2 separate regions of the Ovis aries genome follow, and region 1 is linked to region 2. Evidence: chromatin contacts called from public Hi-C data. All regions are on one chromosome and are shown on one strand. Each heading gives the region's core, a stretch centred on a gene start, on an enhancer-like site or on the middle of the called end of the contact. The rest is flanking DNA. Distances are from core to core; before and after follow the strand shown. Region 1 holds the start of LOC114109595 (tripartite motif-containing protein 26-like). Region 2 holds the start of RPP21 (ribonuclease P/MRP subunit p21).

The links. Hi-C and Micro-C count contacts between places; a contact is called where the count stands out from the background.
Region 1: a contact with region 2 is called in a Hi-C map of hypothalamus, with 6 times the contacts expected there. The contact joins the promoter of LOC114109595 here to the promoter of RPP21 in region 2. A contact is called at or near these places in 10 of 16 Hi-C or Micro-C datasets (blood, hypothalamus, liver and 4 more).

The regions. Positions count from the first base shown.
Region 1 is chr20:27,795,806-27,800,295 of ARS-UI_Ramb_v3.0, forward strand. LOC114109595 (tripartite motif-containing protein 26-like) reads right to left here and starts at 2,958. Exons shown (of 6, transcript XR_009597615.1): 1 at 2,733-2,958; 2 at 1,812-2,035. The region is part of intron 1 of TRIM26 (tripartite motif containing 26); the gene reads left to right.
Region 2 is chr20:27,567,518-27,572,576 of ARS-UI_Ramb_v3.0, forward strand. RPP21 (ribonuclease P/MRP subunit p21) reads right to left here and starts at 3,364. Exons shown (of 5, transcript XM_060403357.1): 1 at 3,255-3,364; 2 at 3,084-3,160; 3 at 2,906-2,988; 4 at 1,984-2,109. The coding sequence starts at 3,311. It overlaps TRIM39 (tripartite motif containing 39), which reads right to left. Exons shown (of 8, transcript XM_060403341.1): 8 at 4,558-5,059.

The sequences.
Region 1 (4,490 bases), core at 1,708-4,207, 230 kb after region 2:
ACAGGATATTTTTACTAACTTTTGAACAAAAAGATGTTTATATAAACATACCTAATATATAAATATAATATAAATGGAATATAAAGTATTTTAAAGAACTACTCAAGTCAAATAAGAGATTGGCTCAGTCTACACCTTCTTTCTGTTCAAAACCCAGCAGTTAATGCTATAAGGATTCAAAATGCCTTTTTTTCCTTTGAAAAGGGACAGTGATGCCTGTGGTTTTTTAGCCTGTAGCCAGGTCTTAGTACAAAAGCAGTCAGTTGTTAGCACATATTTATTTCTTTATTCGTTAAACCTTTGCTAGAAACAGACATCTAGGCTTAAAGCCCTGTTTAGTTGACATAACTTTTAGCTTTTCCTTTAGATATGTCATTTATTCATGATACGTCATGGCCCTGATAACAAGGTATCCTTCATAAAAAAGGTTCAAATTCTTTGCCTCTTAACCCATGGGAGCTTCATATTTTTAAGTATTCTGGTTTAGAGGCTTCTTTCCAAGCACTCTAATATTCTTAAGACCTTGAGATTTCTGAAAGACATATTTTCACTCAATAAATACTGTAAATAGTAGGAACATATCTACTAAATTATCTTGCTTAAGACTCTCATTTCAAATGCAAATAGTGATATCCTTTGCACTAGTCAATACTTATTGCTTCACAGGCTTTATATGTTATCTCATTTAACCCTCACAATGATTCTATGAAGTGGATATAATTATTATATCTATTTTTCAGAGAAAGAATCTATTGCACATAGAGGCTGAGCAACTTCAAGAATCATGAAAAAAGTGGTAGAGAGGAGGATTTCTGCTCATGCAGAGATTTGACTTGAAAGCCAAACTCCTAACCAGCCCCATATGATGCTTTGGTCTCAGGCAGTATGGCTGGAGATCTGGAGGAAGGAATTTTGGCTCTGCTTTCAGACACTCGAGGGGCAGTGAGTTTGAGCAGCTAGCAGCTACAGGGGCAGTTATCTCTGTGTGCTGCTTCAAAACTGCCATTGACTACAAAGCAAGCCTTGGAGGGACTTCCCCGGTGATGCAGTGTCTAAGACTCCACATTTCCAATGTAGGGGGCTCAGGTTCCATTCCTGGCTGGGGAACAAGATCCCACATGCTGAAACTAAGAGTTTGCATCTTAAAACTAAGGATCCTGTGCAAATAAGCAAATTAATTAATTAATAAAAGCAAGTCTTGGAGTCACTATTGCCCTTACTTGATCTTGAGTAGCTGCATCAACCAAGGTGTAGTGTGGTGGGAGCAGGGAATGTGTAAGCGACACTGCAGCCAAGCAGAGCCACAGGGCTTTAGAAAGCTTCCAGAAATGCCCAAGCAGAGCCCATTCATTCACCATGTGTAGGGAACACAGATGATGTCTCTACCCTCATGGCTTACATTGGTGGGTTGGGGGTGAGTGATAAAGAAATGAACAAGATGCTTTCCTATGACGACAAATGTACAAAGAAAGTGAAACAGAATGCTGTGTCATGACCTGATTTAGACTGGGTGATGGAGGAAAGCCTTATGGAGATGCCAGCTGAGCAGAGACATGACTGACAGGAAGCTGGCAGCCATGCCAGGGGCTATGGCAGAGAGTTTCAAGACTAGATAGGTTGCAGCACAGGGACTTAGGGAGAAACGGCAAGAGGGAAGTCAGAGAGAGAAGCAGGCCGGTTGTGTCAGCCCCCCAGGCCCTGCAGAGGCCTTCCTGCCTCTCTAGGCTGGGAAGATGCGGAGGATTTTAAGCAGGAGAAAGGACCTCTGTGGCTGGAGGATGCACAGAATGGCCTGTGGGTGGGGCAAGTACCTCCTCGAGGCAGAAAGTGAAAGTGAAGTCGCTCAGTCCTGTCCGACTCTTTGCGACCCCATGGACTGTAGCCTACCAGTTCCTCCGTCCATGGGATTTTCCAGGCAAGAATATTGGGATGGCTTGCCATTTCCTTCTCCAGGGGATCTTCCCAACCCAGGGATTGAACCCAGGTCTCCCGCATTGTAGGCAGACGCTTGACCGTCTGAGCCGCCAGGGAAGTCCTAGAGACAGGGAGAGGACAAATTAGTAGCATGAAATCATTTAAGGAACGTTTTAAACATGTCTTCCAAAACACTAACCAAAAGAGTAGGTAGTTGGAGGGCCTATGTGCTGACCGCGGTGACTGTCCCGCCAGCCCAGGGGAGATTGTGCCTGGGACACAGTAACGGCTGCATAGGGGTCGCTGCACAGCAGTGGAGCGAGCGGCCCGGACCCTGGGGCTGGTCAGCTTCCCTCCCTGGCTGCGGGGTGGACTTGCATGAGCTTCTAGGAAATCTCCCCACCAAGGATCCTGGGACCCTGAATGCCCGTCCGTTTTTCAGGCTCTGTGGTTTCTGAATCCAGCACCAAAGAGGGAAACAGCTCAGGCCCCTAAGCTCTTGGAATTTCAGTTTTCCCTTCTGTCAAATGGGGACAAAAATGCCTGCCTGATTTAAAGATAGTTCATGTAAAAGCGTCTTACTCCTCATAGACACCTGGGACTATCCGTTTGCTAAGATCCTGCCTGGTGCAGGAAGCAAACGTAGGCCAGGTTGGGTCAGGGAAGTGCAGTTGCTCAGTGTACAACTCTTTCTGATTCCATTGATTGTAGTCTACCAGGGGATCGAACCCAGATCTCCCGCATTGCGGGCAGACACTTTACCCTCTGAGCCACCCAGGAAGCTTTAGGGTCAGGAAGTCCTATTTAATGTTGAGCACCTGGCAAACGAAACTTGTATGCCAAACGCCCTCCCGGTGGGGCGGGAATCGGGAGGAGGGGAGGGTTTCATCCATTGCAGAGTCCTACAAAGGGGTCTCATGAGGCCTTAAGTTTCGCTTCCTTCCACCCTGCAGGGCAGGTGCGCGCACCACGAGCCAAACTCAATACAGCAGCCGCTAAACCTAGGCTCCGCACCATTTCAGTTTCGGTTTCTCGGCCCCTGCTGCCCCACCCACCGCGACGGCCCGGGGATTTGCCCAGTGATCAGTGACGTCAGGGAAATAAGGCTCCCATTGGGAGGCGGCGTTCAGCAGCGACCAATCCGGGTGCTGGTCCGGGGGGGAAAATCTCGGTGGAGGGCTCCGGAAAGCCGGGAGATTACCAGGCCGGGACGCGCGGTTGCCCAGGGTGCGGGCGGAGGAGCTCGACCCGGAACTGACCACTGCGAGAAAGATCGACCCCAGCTCGGGATTCGCGGCCCGGAGCTGGGGACCGGTGAGTAGGGGGTGCCCGGTGAGAAATGCTGCAAAGCAGCAGTCACACATAAGCCCCGGGGTCCGAGCGGCCGGATGCAGCCGCGCGGGCAGAATGGGGCCGGGCCGCCTGGCGCGCTCGGGAGAAGGGTGAAGTTCGCGCCGTCCTCCCTGCCGGCCTAATCCTCCTGCTTGCTTGGGCCTCCATTCGCTCTCTCCTCGTGGGTCTTCCTCGCTTTCGCGTGTTCAGCCCGGGCACCCATCCATTCTTGTCTCCAGAGCCGGAAGTAATGGGGGCCAGATGACGGTCTCGTTGCTTGGAGCCGTGTAAACTGCCAGTCTGGCCCCAGGATCAAAGTCGTGGTGTTTTTTGTTTTGTTTTTTTAATTGGTCAGAATAAACCGGTTTAGCCACGTATACCTGGAGCTTTGCATTCACTCCTTCCTCTGGCCCATTAGTAATTGAGCATTTTCCCTGCTGCTTTTCACCCTTAGAAAGTGTAAATTCATCTTTGTGGAGCAAATGAGAAGCAAACACCTCCAAATTCTCAGTACATTCCAGAGTTTGGCACTACGACGGTTTGTGTGCGCTTCCTGAGAATGATATTGGTTCATTCAACAACAAATATCAGTGTCAGGGACCCTGAGCTAAAAATCATGATTCTTAGAGTTACTCCTGCCCCGAGTTTAAAAGCATCAACTTTTTTAAAAATTGACTTTATTTTGTACCTCAAATTGCAATTCCGTTTTTTTTTTTAATAAACTTTATTTTTTAGAACAGTTTTAGATTTACAGAAAAATTGGGAAGCTAATACAGAGTTCCCAGTACCCCCAAACCTTTCCCCCATTCATTTATTAACATCTTACATTAATATGGAACATTTCTTAATGATTAGTGAACCTGTACTGATACATTATTATTGGCCGACATACATACTGAATTCACATTTTTATAGTTTTTACCTAAGTACTTTTTTGTCTCATGATTCTACCCAAGTTACCATATTCCAATTAGTTCTCATTATGCTCCCCTTGGCTGTGGCAGTTTCTCAAAGTTTTTTTATAATCTTGAGAGTTTGGAGGAATACTCCTTATATATATCATATTATGTTACATTATAGGCTGCCCCTGATACTGGCTTACGGGTTGTTGGGAGGAAGACCACAGAGGTGGATTGCCATTTTCATCACTTCACATCAAGGGAACATGCTTTATGACTTGATGCTGGTCTTGATTACTTGGCTGAGGTAGTGCTTGTCAGGCTTCTCCATTGTAAACTTTCTCC
Region 2 (5,059 bases), core at 2,114-4,613:
TTGTTAGGGAATCAGTGAACCTCCCAATATTCATACCCCAGCGTAGCCCCTTCCACACTGAACCTGGACTTGGCCATGTGATTTACTCTCATCTAGGGGACATTAGCAAGCTTGATGAGAATAGAGGCTTGACAAGCACTCATACCTTGGAGCTTGTCTTCTTGGATTACTCTCTGTGGAAGTCAGAGCCATGTAAGAAGTCCAGCCACCCAGAGACAGCCATGCTGTGAGGATGTCAAAGCCAGCTACATAGCAAGGCCACACGGAGAAGCAATGAGGTATCATACACGCAAATGAAACTTCTTGAGTCTTCCAGACCAGGTACCAGCCACCAGCTAAATGCAGCTGAGTGATTCCAGCTGATGCTGTACAGAATGGAATAACCACCCAGCCAAGGCCTCAGTCAGTCTAGCCTACAGAATCAGGGGAAATAACATATTGTTTTAAGCTACAACATCATGCAGTGATTTTTATGCAGCAATGAATAACTGCAACCAAGATTTACAAGAGAAAGGGAAGAAAGAAAACTGCATTCCGGAAATAGTGAATCTTATTTGTCTACTTTTGGAGTAAGCTGAGTAGCTGGCACCCAGCAAAGAAGTCAGTCTGATATTCTGTCCTCAAGTAAACCGTCCAGGGATATCAAATAAAACAATTTTTGTTGTTTACTGATTCTCAAGAAAACCTTGAAGGTTTACCTACAGAATTTATTGTATAATATCTGCCAATGTCCTTCTGTCAGTACTTTTGACTTTAATTAGTTCAAGTTGAACAGTGTCTCTTGTTAGAATTTTATAGAAGAAAATAGAGATTGGCCAACACAAAGTGGCCTGCAGAATCTGAACCCTCCCTCTGCCAACCCCACCCTAACTTCTTTTCTTCTGTTAAAACAGCATCAATGACATATATACACTACAGTGTGTAAAATAGCTAGCTAGTAGGAAGCTTCTGTATAGCATAGGAAGCTCAGCTGGGTACTCTATGATAACCTACAGGGATGGGATAAGGGGTGGGAGGGAGGTTCCAGAGGGAGGGGATACATGTACACACATAGCTGATTCATTCTGTTGTACAGCAAAAACAAACACAACACTGTAAAGTACTTATACTCCATAATAACATTTAAAAAAGAATAAAATAAAAACAGCATCAGGGACTTCCCTGGTAGTCCAGTGGTTAACAATCTGACTAGCAATGCAGGGGATGCAGGTTCTACCCCTGGTCGGGGAACTAAGACCCCACATGCCACGAAGAAACCATGCCACTGCTGAGCCTTGCATGCCACAGCTAAAGAGTTCAAGTGCTGCCAAATAGATAGATATTAAACAAAATAAAACAAAAACAGCATCAGTGGCATCAGCAGTTTGTCTGTCCAGCCCTTTAGTCAACAGTCAGAGCTACCTAAAAATGGACTATCTTAAGGTTCAGGGCTTTGCAAACATCCCTGGAGCCTGAGTTCCAACCATGGTACTGTACCAAGGAGGCAAGGGTGGAGGGGCACTTGGGAGGCAGGGTCCTGGAAATGAGAGCTACTTCCCAGGGCCAAGTGGAAACTGGGATCTATCTCCCTGAATGGTGGGACTAAGAGGATGACAACAACAAAAGACAAAAAGGACAAAGAAGAGGTTAACTGGTGACAGAGAAATGCAGACAGAAACAGAGGAAAGAGCTGAAACATTCACAGAACGGAATTACACAAAGTTAAGCAGAATTAAAATTTATTTGGAAGACAGAGTGAGTCCATCACTGGTGACTGGAGCTCTGAGGCTGCACTTTCTCCTCAGGAAGCTGGGCTGGAATGGGGTGGGCTGTGTTTGGCAAGGGCTGTGGTGGTTTGGAATCTAAGTAGATGAGCAGAATTAGTTTTTGAAGACTGGCACTTTCCACACCAACCCAAAACTCACCCATTTGTCTTCTGCAGCTCTCCGTTACCCACTGTCTCTACTCCCTGGGTTAACCCCCATTTTCTCAACCATCTCTCACCTGCCTGGTTCCCCAGCTGGGCCTCGGGCCGGTCTCCCCAGAGCACATGCCTCGGGTCGTTGAGGAACCGCTGGCTGCGCTGGCATGTCAGGCAGGTCTGTACAGTCCAGCGCTGACCCTTGCAGCCTGGAATGCATGTGGGAGAAAGAGAGTGCCCAGGTTTAGGAGAAGAAAAGGTCTCCTGAACCCAGTGTTGCCTCCACTGTTTTCTAGTAGGGATTCTCCTCCCTCCCCACCTTGAACGCAAATTTGATGGTGTCAGGTCCCTGAACAAAGTCTATCATTTTCTTGGCACCCTTTAAGACAAAGTCCAAACTCCTTAACAAGACTCAAGATCTGCCCTGCTTCCCTCTCCCACCTCAGGTCTTGCCCTTGCCCACCTCAAAGCCTGCCTCCTGAACTCTCAGTTCCTTGACAGCACCACAGGCTTTCTTTCCTGAGGCCTCACAAATGGCAAGGATTTCCATCTCCTACTCCCCTGCCCTTATAAAGAACCTCACCACCACTGGTTTAAGTAACTTCGTATTCTACTCCCCTAACTGAAGCATTTTTCTAGGCTATTCTAATCGTTCCTCTTAGTCCATCCCATGAAACCATATTTCAATGAGAATGTTGATTCTAGAGCAATCCTTGACACATCTCAGAAAAATAATTCTTGAGTGAACGAATGAAGATGCGAATCATCCTCTATGATGTCAAATAACATCTATTATCATGGCCGGGCGAGGCTGCCTCTCAGGGCAACATCATTTTTCTACTGCCCAGATCTGTCTGTCCAAGTAGAGTTAACAACTCAGAGAAAGCCACCGACTCCAAATCCCACACCTGGCACGCGTCTGCCTCGAGAAAGGGATCACTGCCCGTCCCCTCCCCAGCCCACAGGTGTTCCTCATACATCCCACCTCAGCAAGAGGGTACTTACGTCTCTGCCGCTGGGTGCAGGTCAGACCCGGGATGAGGAGGGAAGAGCAGCCACGGCAGAGAGTTCGCTTCACCGAGGGGTCCCTGGGGGCGGAGGCAGGTGGTAGTCCAGACGCCCGCTCTCCCTCTCCAGTCCTTCCCCCGTCCCGCCCGCTGCCAGGCTCCATAACCTCTCTTACCGCCGTAATACGAGCCGCTTCGCTATGGTCCTCTCCGTGTGGCAGTAAAACCTCGCTAGCGCCTGGTTCTCTGGGTCCTGTGCGAGGACGCAGTGGGCGGCCTGGGGAAGTGAGCCGTCACTGGGGGCCCTCCACATTGGGTTCCCCGCCGTGCGTGCGCCGCGGACTCACCTGGTACAAGAAGCTGAGCCTCTGGAGGGCCTCGCGGTCTTTCACCGGCCCCGCCATCCGCGCCGCGCGAGCTCTCCACACGCGACCGTCCACAGGCCCCGCCCCAGGATAGCCACGCCCCCGGCGTCCGCGCGAGACCTCCTGGGAATTGTAGTTCCGGGAGCGATGCACACTCCTTTCTTTCTGGTCTTCCTTTCTCTGGCGCCACCCTATGGCCTCACAGACCCAACTGTTCGAAAATCCACCCCGCCCCTGCAATGAGAGTCCAGGGGCCTCCTCCTAGTCTTTCTCAAGCCGATAATTACATTAGGCGGAGACTGGAGAAGTTAGTTGAGCAGAAGAGTCTTAAACCCCTAAACATCGTCAGGACAGAAGACTCTTCTTTTTAGGCAGATAGGTTGGGAGATGGTTAGGTGCAGTTTATACCCAGCTAGACTTTCTGCCCTATGCTCCTGAAGACAAAGGCAGATGCCTTGAAAACCTACAGACAGAAGCAGCAGGTCTTCCTTTTTTTAGAAAAGGCACTGGTGCCAGTGGGAGTGACGCTGGAAAGGATCATGAGGGTAGTGGAGGGAGGGAAGAGGGCTCCTGGCCCTTAGAAAGCACAGCTTCCTCCCAATCTTTTCCACTTAGCAGATGCAGTGCTGGCCACAGTAGGGGATCCTCATTAACCCCTAGTCTCAGGAACTGAGCACAGAAACCTTTCAACAGCATCCCCCTGAAGAAATATCCCCTGTAGTACTCCACGTCCCTCCCTTCAATCTCTGCCTCTCCTTTCCTGCTTGACCTGCTGCTGCTGCTTCTGCTTCATAATACCACTCCTTCCTGAGGTTAGAAGTAGAGGGACAGAATATGCATAAACCCTGAGACAGGGAGAGGGTAGTCATGTCAGGAGAGCATGAGAATTCTCTCCTCTCTCAACCACCCCCCCCCCCCACCCACACCTTGCCCCAATCAGGACTCCAGTTTGAAAGAAATGGCTGAAATTTCCTCTCAGATTACTTTCACAAAGGCCTCCAAACTCAAATGAGGCGTATGATTAAAAGGCAGATATGCCCAGGCCCACTCCAGACCTCAGTCAATTACTGAGGGCAGGCACCAGGAATATGCTTTTTTTTTTTTTGAGGCCAAACTACAAGGCTTGCGGGATCTAAAGTTCTCCCACCACGGATCAAACCCAGGCCCCCAACAGTGAAAGTGTGGAGTCCTGACACTGGACTGCCAGAGATTCCAAGGAACATGCATTTTTAAGTTTCTAACACATCAACAGAGGCTACTGTCAAATTACCACAGGACACAAGGATTACTTCAGTGGATCCTTTGTTCCATATTATGTTTTACCAACCAAAGCATCTTGCCACAAAGAACCACAGTCAAGGCACAAAGGTAAGAGGAGAGTCTGGACGAAGTCCTGTTGAGGTGGTAGGAGGAGCTGAAATGCCCTCAATAAACTGCAGTTTCTTGTCCCAGTCTTCTGTGAACCCGATTAGCCAGTAGCAGATAATCCAGTCATTTTAGTTTGGTTTGGCATGCATTGCGTTACCTTTTCTGTAACATATGTACCATATAGGTTGTTTATTTTGGCCTAACATTAAAATGATTTACATTCTCTGATAGGAGAAATGGCAAAACGTGAACGATGGCAACAAACAAACAAAAAACCGGCTCTTATGAACACTAGTTTCAGGCTAGATACACACAGGCCAAAGGAAGTTGCCTGTATGGCTTCTCCCTAAACATACTACCCTCTTCTACCCTGTCCCCAGGGTAAGGAAGACACCAGTTTCTTTCTCCCTGTCTGGCTT